Regions from separate parts of the Zea mays genome. Here region 2 is linked to region 1. The links are chromatin contacts, called in public Hi-C maps. All regions are on one chromosome and are shown on one strand. Each heading gives the region's core, a stretch centred on a gene start, on an enhancer-like site or on the middle of the called end of the contact. The rest is flanking DNA. Distances are from core to core; before and after follow the strand shown.

Region 1 (4,799 bases), core at 1,444-3,943:
CGTTCCCCATCAGCAAGGCTCCAACCCCTTTGCACTGATAAGAAGAAAACAAAGAAATATTAGCACACACATGAATGTTAGCACCAGTGTCAGCCCACCACTCAGGGGATTAACACACTGAAAGAACAATAGGTAAAATATTACCATACACCGATGTTCCTTCTACGGTCTCGCTAACAACTATGTTTACTGATTTGTTCTCTTGAGTTGGTTTTTTCTCTTACTTAAATTTGCGGTCTGGACAAGTGCTTGCCCAGTGATCAGTACTCCCGCAAACAAAGGAACCAGCTCCTTTGTTCTTCTTTTTAAATGAGACTGCCTGCTTGGGCTTCTTGGCATTTTGTTGCTTGTTCTTCTTTTTATTATTATGTGACACATTGGAGTTATTCTTTGTACCATATTGGCACTAGAAGTCTCGACTCCTTTTCCATGAGTGTCTTTTGCTCTCGCCCTCTCCTCAACATCAAGAGACCCAGTAAGCTCAGCCATGCTAAACTCTTGTCTCTTATGTTTTAGAGTGGTAGCAAAATCCATTCAAGAAGGTGACATCTAAGCGATAATACCGCTAGCCACGAACTTGTCAGGCAAGACACATGTTAACTGTTCGAGTTCCTTAGCCAGTGCCTGTATTTCATGAGCCTGTTCGACTACAGGACGGTTTTCCACCATCTTATAGTCAAACAGCTGTTCCATGATGTACAGCTCGCTACCAGCATCATAAACACCGAGCTTCTCATCTAATGCATCCCATAACTCTTTTGCAGATGTGCACATTAGATAAGAAATCAACATACTTGTTGGCAAGAGCGCCAATCACGGTGCCTCAAAACAGGTTATTGACAACGTCGAACATTCTCTCCTCTTCAGGAGTGAACTGTTCGGGTTTCCCCTGTGCGGCGTGATAACAGTTCATTGCAGCCAACCACAATATCATCTTACTACGTCATCTTTTGTAAAATGTCCTATCAAAAGGTTCACTTGGTTTTAAAGTAGCAACAAAACCACTAACAGAAAAATGCCTAATATCAGGTTTTTGGATTGTTAGAGAAATATGCATTTTCAGTTTTAATTTAATCCAGAAAATCACAGTGATGTATGTGATGACATGTATGTGCATATGTGTATCACTACTCACATAAGTTGTAAACAACAGTAAATTATACACAAATACTAAGAACAGAGTGTACCCTGTGGAGGGACCGATGTTGCAAGGCATCAGTGGCTCTATTCACACGAGACATCTCATGTGTATGTTCGATGTAGTCATACGCAGTCGATGTAGACAGATGTACGTAGTGCAGTCCCTCGAACGACGCCGGCGACGAGGAACTTGATCAGCGTTGATTCAGCGGACGAAGCGAGCAGTCGTGAGTACGCTCCCCAAAAACCTAATCGTCCGCACACCTGTGCAAGTAACAGACAGCGATTTCGGAGGCCTGCTCTCCCAAACTCTCTGTGCTCGCAGAAGGTGGGACGAGAATGGCTGTGTGCAACGCGTCTGAGACTCTACGTGCGTACTGTGAATAGAAGCAGCCTCCACTCCTCCATATAAGTACACGCGCAGAGGGAGGTGAACAGACAGTAACAGTCACCATCAGAGCTACCGTTATAGACAGCCAGAAATTGATACCATTAGTGACGTCCGTTACTAGCCGACAACCATTACAGCCCGTCCGTTATAGCCATAACACAGGAAACAACCAGTAACAGACGATAATAATGGACTGTCATTACTCTAGGCAAAATATGCAACCCTTAGGACGGAATATTCGGATCAAAGTCCGATCCACCACGGCCCCGCCGGCGGCGGCGCGCGCGCATGATAGTCCTTCATCATTTTCTCAGCTTTATCAATAGATGCACCAATGATACTTCTATTTAAGTTGATTGAATTGTCACTTGAACTTCCGGTATGGTACTAAAGTACTAGTACACTGTAGCATTAAAATGAGCCTTTAACATTAACTATTATTGAATATTAATTTGTGCCAGACCCACATTAATTCAACAGTCGTTGCAACTAGCCATTTTTGGATCCAAAAAATTTAAAAAAATTGCAAAAACCACAAATTTCACCCCAATCTCTTTAGAAATACCCTACGCGGATGGAGCTCGTTACACAAACCATTCCATTATGTTGTGCGATTTCTGAGCGTTCAAATAAACGTGCGTGAATTACTTAATTCTGAAATAAAAAAGCTATAGAGGCTGTAGTCTGCTACAATCTATGTACTAGAGCATTAGAGATGAAGTGAAGTCGAGAGCTGATATGATATGGACGAGAGGAGGATGCTGCACTAGAACGAGGCTAATCCAAGCAGTGAGTGAGAGGAGAACAATCTGGCGCAAGCAAGCAAGCAGCAAGGCTTGCCGCCCGTCCTAACCAACTCAGCCCAAAGCCGTCGCCTCCCCCAACTCCCACCACCCAAATTTGAACCCACCGCACACCAATGCACCGCTCTCTTCCGTCGATCCCACTGCAGTACTGGTCCCACCCCTGTATCAAGTCACTGACAAGACAGCCCGCCTAGAGTGGGCCACATCTCGTCAGTTTCAGGTGGTATGAACAAGCCCCAGGACAGCCGCGCGCGCCGCGGTCCCGTGCTCCGCGGTGGCAGTCACCGGGCGTAACCGCAGGGTACGGTATAAAGGGCGTGCCGCCCGTCTCTTGCCGCCCGCATTTGGGTAGGTAGTTGCTGTTCCCCTGCGAGGCCCGCGTCTCCCCTTCGTCTCAACACCCACCGCCTCCTCGCCGGAGCCAGTAAGCTTCCGGCGAAGAAATCCGGCGGGCACATCACAAGGGGGCCGAGCAGGGGGACCTAGGCGAGCGCCGGAATGGGGGCCAGCGCCCGGGGGCTCGCCGTCGTCGTGGCTCTAGGGTTAGATAGGTGTCCGTAGCTTTTTTCTTCGCTCGCCCTCCCCCACGCGGCCAGGGTGTGCAGCCCCGGCGTCGCATTGGGTCCCGGGACGACCGTAAGGCCGCGTGATCCACCCGTGCTCGAGCTCGGACAGGGTCCCGGTTGCGTGGCATGGGGGCATCTCTTCCGCCTGCTCCCGCTGCCTGCGAGTTTGGCACCGTTTTTGAGCTCTGAAGAGGAGGAGGTGGTGGCAGCAGGCACCGATCTGGTGAGCCCCCACTCGCTTTCCGTTCTCTACATGGATGGTTTCTGTTTGGGATGTTTCAATTTTGGGAAATTTTGAAAGCTCTCGTATAAGTCGTTTTGTTTCGTGGGTGTCCTTGCTTGCTGTATGTAACCTGAGCTTGAATTCGGGGTCTGACAATTATTTTGGGTTGTGTTCTGCCGGGAATTCCTCGTTTTATTTTGATGGTTTCTTTGATCACTAGGGACTTGCTGGTTTGGAGCTCGTAGAGCCCGAGGCGCATTAAATTTTACATCTTCTGTGCTGTCGTATTGGGGGAAATTAAACATTTCTCTCAAATTTGTGGGATTCGCACTCTGGTTTGTCAAACCTACTGGTTCTGATTCAGAAGTATTGACTTTGGAAGCTCACACGAGCTAAAATCCGCCTTTTTCTCTGCTGCCCTGTGGCTCGGTTGTCATGGATTGACAGATTTCTGCCCGTAAAATTGCTCCTATTCGTCATGTTAACCCCTCGACACTTCATCTTTTCCGCAAGTTTTATTAATTTTGCGTTGATCCTGGGCAATTGAGATACGGTGCTGTTGTCTAGGTTTGTGCCTAACACGTTATATGGTCTGGACGCCTGCAGGATGCCATTTCAAGTCATGGATCCGAGGCACCACCTCTCCCAGTTCACCAATACAACCGTAGCTGCGTCCTCCTTCTCTGAGGAGCAGCTTCGCCTTCCCACAGAGGTAATAATCTGCAGTTGCAGAATTGTTGCCCTATTTATTGTTTTCTGTTTTTGTTAGTTTATGATAAGGCTAGTGGTGTCTTTATTGTTTTAGTTCATGTTTGATACCTACCATGTTGTCACTCGATTTTCTGGATATCTATGACATGCACTAATTTTTTTAATCTATCTTTGCAGAGGCTGGTGGGTTTTTGGAAGCAGGAGTCGTTGCATCACATTGGTGAGTACTTAATTTGATTCAATACCCCTTAGCTTTTTGCTCATTTCCATGCAAAGAATGCTCTTTGGCTGCAAAAATCCACATGTTATTGCGGGGAAATTTTGTGCATTTAATAACATTTTATGCGTGACTAAGGGCTAGTTTGAATCCACTAGAGCTAATAATTAGTTGTCTAAAAAATTGCTAGTAGAATTAGCTAGCTAACAAATAACTAGCTAACTATTAGCTAATTTACTAAAAATAGCTAATAGTTCAACTATTAGCTATATTGTTTGGATGTCTATAGAGCTAATTTTAGCAGCTAACTATTATCTCTAGTGCATTCAAACAGGGCCTAAATAACATAAATAATTTGTTTGCTTGTGATGAATATGATTTTAGCTTTTTACCCTAACTTTATCAGGAATAGAAGGCTTTGTTTTTGTTGTTGTCGTGTTGGACATGTTTTATTGCACTTTTCATTTGTTGTTTATGTATTTATAGTCTCAAGCCATTGTTTTGTGTTCACCTTGGGTTGCAATGGATTTATGACATATTTGATGTCCAGGTTATCCTTTGATATGCAATTGGTTGCGCTAGTTTCTACCTTATTATTCCTTTTTACTTATTTGGCACTCCTGTCGTACTCTCTCTTTGTTCTCACAATGGTTCATGCATTTTGTTGTTCATTATCAAGATGTCTTCTCAAAGGCAAGCTGTTTCTATTGTTGTCAGGGAGCAAGTCAGTTGCATCTTCTCCAAT
Region 2 (4,799 bases), core at 1,162-3,661, 300 kb before region 1:
ACTTCAGAGTCAGTAACGAACAACCGACAAAAGGATGATTAGTTGTCCACCTCTTGACCTCGTTTCTCTACAGTTTCTCATTTAAATAGTAAAAATATTAAAATTATGTATAAATGGGGATTCAAACCATGATTGTTGGTTTTAAATCCACATTCACACTCACCTAGCCAACACATCATACATATCTTTGTGTTTTATATTTAACAGCGTACAGACACTTGCTCATTTTAGCTTCGTGCTAGCAACAAACTGTCTATGATCCCAATCTTTAGGAGTGATACGTTCAGAATGTAAGATTTGGTAAACATCCGTCTCAATCCTATATGAATGAGCAAGCACTAGACATTTCTTATATATTCTGCATCGTTATGGTCACAAGTCCAAAGAGCATAGCGTCGGAGCAAATGCGTCGTGTGGCATAGCAAAGCGTTCATACGACGGAAAAACCCTTGTTGATATGTATTATCCAAATAATATATAAGCCATTCCTCTCCTCCCCGGTCAAGATCACGTTAGATGGCTGATATGTTTCTACAGCAACTTTCTCGGATGGACGTTTCCTCGTGAAGACTTTGACCAGCGAGAACAAGCCCCAAAAGGCCAGGTACATTTGGAACAACTCCAACAACTACAGATTAATTATATTTTTCTTGCACAAAAAACTAGTCAAACTGTTTAAATTTACTATATCCAACGAAATAGTGAATCTAGCGGCTAGATTCATCGTTTTGGTAAAGTTTTTCAAGAGTGCTCTATCAAATTATGTTTGATGTACGTAGCTGGACAAAATTCCTCACTGTACCGCTGGTTACATTCAATTTTTTTATTTTCCTTCTTCACGAGTGTTTCTTCTTTCCCGGCCATTCCTCCTCTTCACTACCCAGACATGCCCGCATCCTTTCTGTTGGCATTTTTTGGACCAAATACTAACGAACCCTAGATTCTTCACGCGACGTGTAGGACCTTGAGCTCGACTTCACATGGTGTCGGAAGGTCCGCGGTAGGGCGCCGGACCATCCGTGGCGCGCACAGAGGTCTCGGTAAACCTAGATCTCATCTCTCGAGAGTGACTCCATCAGGGAGCAGATATCATAGGGTTGTTTCGGGATCGACAGACTACACAAAGCGCCTTTAGACAATATAGAGCCAAACAGAGTAGAAAATTGAGATTGATGAACTACAACTAATGCTACGCTATATCAAGATCTAAAGCATGAAGGTAAGTAATGTAAATATATTGGTTTGATTAGATTGTGTGTGCATCAATCGGCCGTACCCATTTATATTCGTAGCGAGGAGGTCTGAGAGAAGTTGAACAAAATATCACAAAAAATAGGAAGGATATCACAACAAATCAGGACTCTCGCTTGAATTCATCTAATCTTGAACGGTCCGAAGTACCAAGCCCGACCTAATGGTGATAATGGACTTTAGATTTTACACTATAAAATTTAAGGATCGAATCGAATTAGGAACGAGCTCTATTCCTATTAATTTTTGAATTAAAATTAATTAAAGATCATAGCTTATTGTGAAGCAACATTTTGATTGTAATCTATTACCATCCCTCGCTAGACACGGACTTAGCTTGTCTGTGCTTGCCTACCACCCACGGACCGTCTGATAGTATCAGTGCTACAATTTTTAGTGTTCAACACCTTCTTTCCTCGGCAAAATCTACGTATGAAATGCAGTTTTTGTAATCAAAATGCAGTTGGGACAATATCTTGGTGCTACAAAACTAGCTAGATAGTTTGAGGTAGCATGAAATGCAGGTTTTGTAATCAAAACTATATGGGTCTCCGTGTTCTACCTTTCCACCGCGCTTCTATTACAAAAACTAGATAGTTTCATCATTCCCGGCAAAACGAAACCCGAACAGGATCCACTCACCTCAAGAACGGCACACAAAAATAGGCCGTGGAATCCCAATCGCCCGGTAGAAATTCCAATAGGGAAAAAAAGGGTGGAGGTGGGGAATGAATGGTACGAACATGGGCGGCGCAGACGAGCTCGTCGAGCTTGGCCGGCGGCGGCTGGTGCCCCCTCCGCTCCTTGGGGTGGTGGTGGCCGAAGCCCCTGAGCCTGCGCAACGGCGACTTCATCCCCTGCGGCGTTTGGTTTCTCCCTCTAATCTCGCGTTCGTCGTTGCAAACAGGCGCCTCCTTGCTCCGAGTAAGCCCCTATGATCTTTCCGTAAGCGTAAGCTAGCCGTGGATTTGGAAAGCACCCTTGTGGCTGCGACCCCTTCTTCCTTCCTGATCCTCTGTGCGTCCGTTGCCTTGGAGTTGGAGCCTCGGCTAAAATTAGCTGGCCACTTGGGGCTACGAGGGAGAGGGAGTTCGGAAGGTATCAATCTCTCTTCCCGCTACTTATAATAGAAGCTGACGCTGCTTTGTTTAATCGCGAATGGAGGTCGGAGGAACAGGGACACCCATATCGGCACGGTTGACCTTGACCATGAGACTGCAATCGCGCGGGAGACCGGCTGCTGCCTGCTCCTCTCATTTGCCAAATTTCGACAAGCTGCTCCAACTTTTAATTCTCTCACTAGTTACAAAATGTTCGACAACCGGATAATGCACTTTTGATTGTTTGTCATTATGTTCAATGGTATATAGCATGAAATAAAAAACAGGTGAGAGAGAGCGAAATAGGAGTTAAAAAAAACATAAAAATGTGTACAACGGCTAGGATGCAAATAGTAGCTAGCAAGTTTATACAAGAATGGAATACAACGTAATTGAACATTAGCCATATATATTGTATCCTTATTTCTAACATCCATCATCTACAATCGAGTAAGTTACACAATTTTGATGACTGTGAATATAAATATAGTGTTTCTCCTAAACCTTGCAAAATATCTGCTAGTCTCGCTTGCTCAACAACCAACTACCTTGCTCCACAACCCACTACCCTAGGCCACCCATACACATCACAACGTGTCAATAATTTCCTAAAATAGATTCAAACATCTATCTAATGATACTAATTATATAACAAATATTAATATATATTTGATCAAAGTTAAAAATGATTGACACCTCAAGAACGACAATTATTTTGGGATGTATGGAGTATGTCATCAACTGGTGCTAATTTTCATGAAACACAAATTCTGACTTGTAAGTTAAAATTTTTGTTTTGTGGAGTACTCCTAGGAAGGGTATAATGGGTAGGGTTTCCGCACCCTGTATCCGTTGAGCTCGCTCTCGAGCTTCTCCTTGCGCTGGTCGCCACGGCTAGAGACACTGAAGACCCACCCCTAGTCGAAGCCATAGCACGGGCCGAGGCGGCTGCCAATCTTGGTGCCGACATCACAGTTCTTGGTCGTGATTTAAGAAGAACTAAGTTTGAACCTGTTTCTAGAAAACCCCAACCAAAACGGGATTTTCAATCTACGCTTTGATTTTTGAGTTGCTCAGGTTGATACTTCAAGAATCATCTTCTTTCCCCCGCGCAAACTTTCTGTGAAGTTTGAGAATTTTATGGGCATTTTAGCGTGCCCAGCACTGCCGGCCATGAGCGCAGCACTACTGCTCAACCATTCCTGCTATTCTATTACTGAATTTTTGCAGAGAGTTTGGTTGGGCATTCTTCAGGCTTTTGGTACATTCAAATGACACTGGTTTGCATTGTACTCTGATCTGCTATTTTGAGTCCTTAGAGGATTTTGGTTTGAGTTTTGGGAATCAAGTCACAAGTGTCGTTCTCGCAGTTCGAGAATTTGTAATGGCTCCCATTCACCCCCACTGGTGGCCTCACCAGTCCTTCATATTCTTCAGAGCGTTGATTCATGTTATACATCCATTTACGACTCATCTGTATTATTTGTATAAGACATTATTAATGCTATCTTTCATAAACATATGACACAATCGACCATAAAATTCAAGGAATCTTAACAAATAAATAACTATTTCAACTATATTATATGAGAGGATGAACTTGCTAACGTTTTTCACACTTAAATGAGTGAAATCTTCAACAAATTCTTCGAAAATAAATTGTATAGTACCTCCTCTCTTTGAAGCTTATCACGACATGAACCTATGAGAGAATTAAATTACCTTCATGTGTAATACACAACATATGAGACAATTAACTCAAACAATTTAAAAATATTACACAACAACACTATTTCAAACTTATTTAGCAAATGAACAAAGCTCCAATCTAGTTTACTACTAATTTCTATTACATTCATTCATATTTCTACACATATTAGAGGACGAACATACTAATTTTTCCCTAAATTATATAAACCACAAATATCAAAAAACCTAAACAAAAAATAACTATTTCAACTTCACTATATAGGAGGACGAACTTGCTGACTTTTTCGCACTTAAATGAATGAAAATTTTAACAAATTCTTGAAAAATTTGCACAACACTTCACCACTTTAAGCTTATAGCGACATAAATAGAGAGCTAGACTATGTTCTTCACACGAGCTAAAAGGAGAGGGTTTATAAATCAAGAATATTAGTACTTGGTGTCTTCAACTAGTACTAAATCATTGACATTAGTGCCGGTTGGAATCACCAACAGTTACTAAAGGAGTGTTTGGTTCAGCCCATATAAAGTTTAGTCTATGTTACATCAAATATCTAAATAATTTATACGTGTATATATTAAATATTGTCTAGTTATAAAACTAATAACATACACTACCGGAATCGCGTTCTTTGCCGAGTGTCTAAGACACTCGGCAAAGGCTATTTTACACTCGGCAAAGGCTTTGCCGAGTGTAACACTCGGCAAAGAACACTCGACAAAGATTTCATCGGCAAA

The links. Hi-C and Micro-C count contacts between places; a contact is called where the count stands out from the background.
Region 2: a contact with region 1 is called in a Hi-C map of tassel, with 2.4 times the contacts expected there. The contact joins the promoter of LOC103653545 here to the promoter of LOC103653544 in region 1. A contact is called at or near these places in 2 of 25 Hi-C or Micro-C datasets (ear and tassel).

Annotation. Positions count from the first base shown.
Region 1 is chr4:99,147,574-99,152,372 of Zm-B73-REFERENCE-NAM-5.0, reverse strand. It overlaps LOC103653544 (protein MEI2-like 4), which reads left to right and starts at 2,693. Exons shown (of 15, transcript NM_001329435.1): 1 at 2,693-3,126; 2 at 3,733-3,838; 3 at 4,015-4,057; 4 at 4,772-4,799. The coding sequence starts at 3,734.
Region 2 is chr4:99,446,457-99,451,255 of Zm-B73-REFERENCE-NAM-5.0, reverse strand. It overlaps LOC103653545, which reads right to left and starts at 2,411. Exons shown (of 11, transcript XM_008680422.3): 1 at 1,995-2,411. The coding sequence starts at 2,105.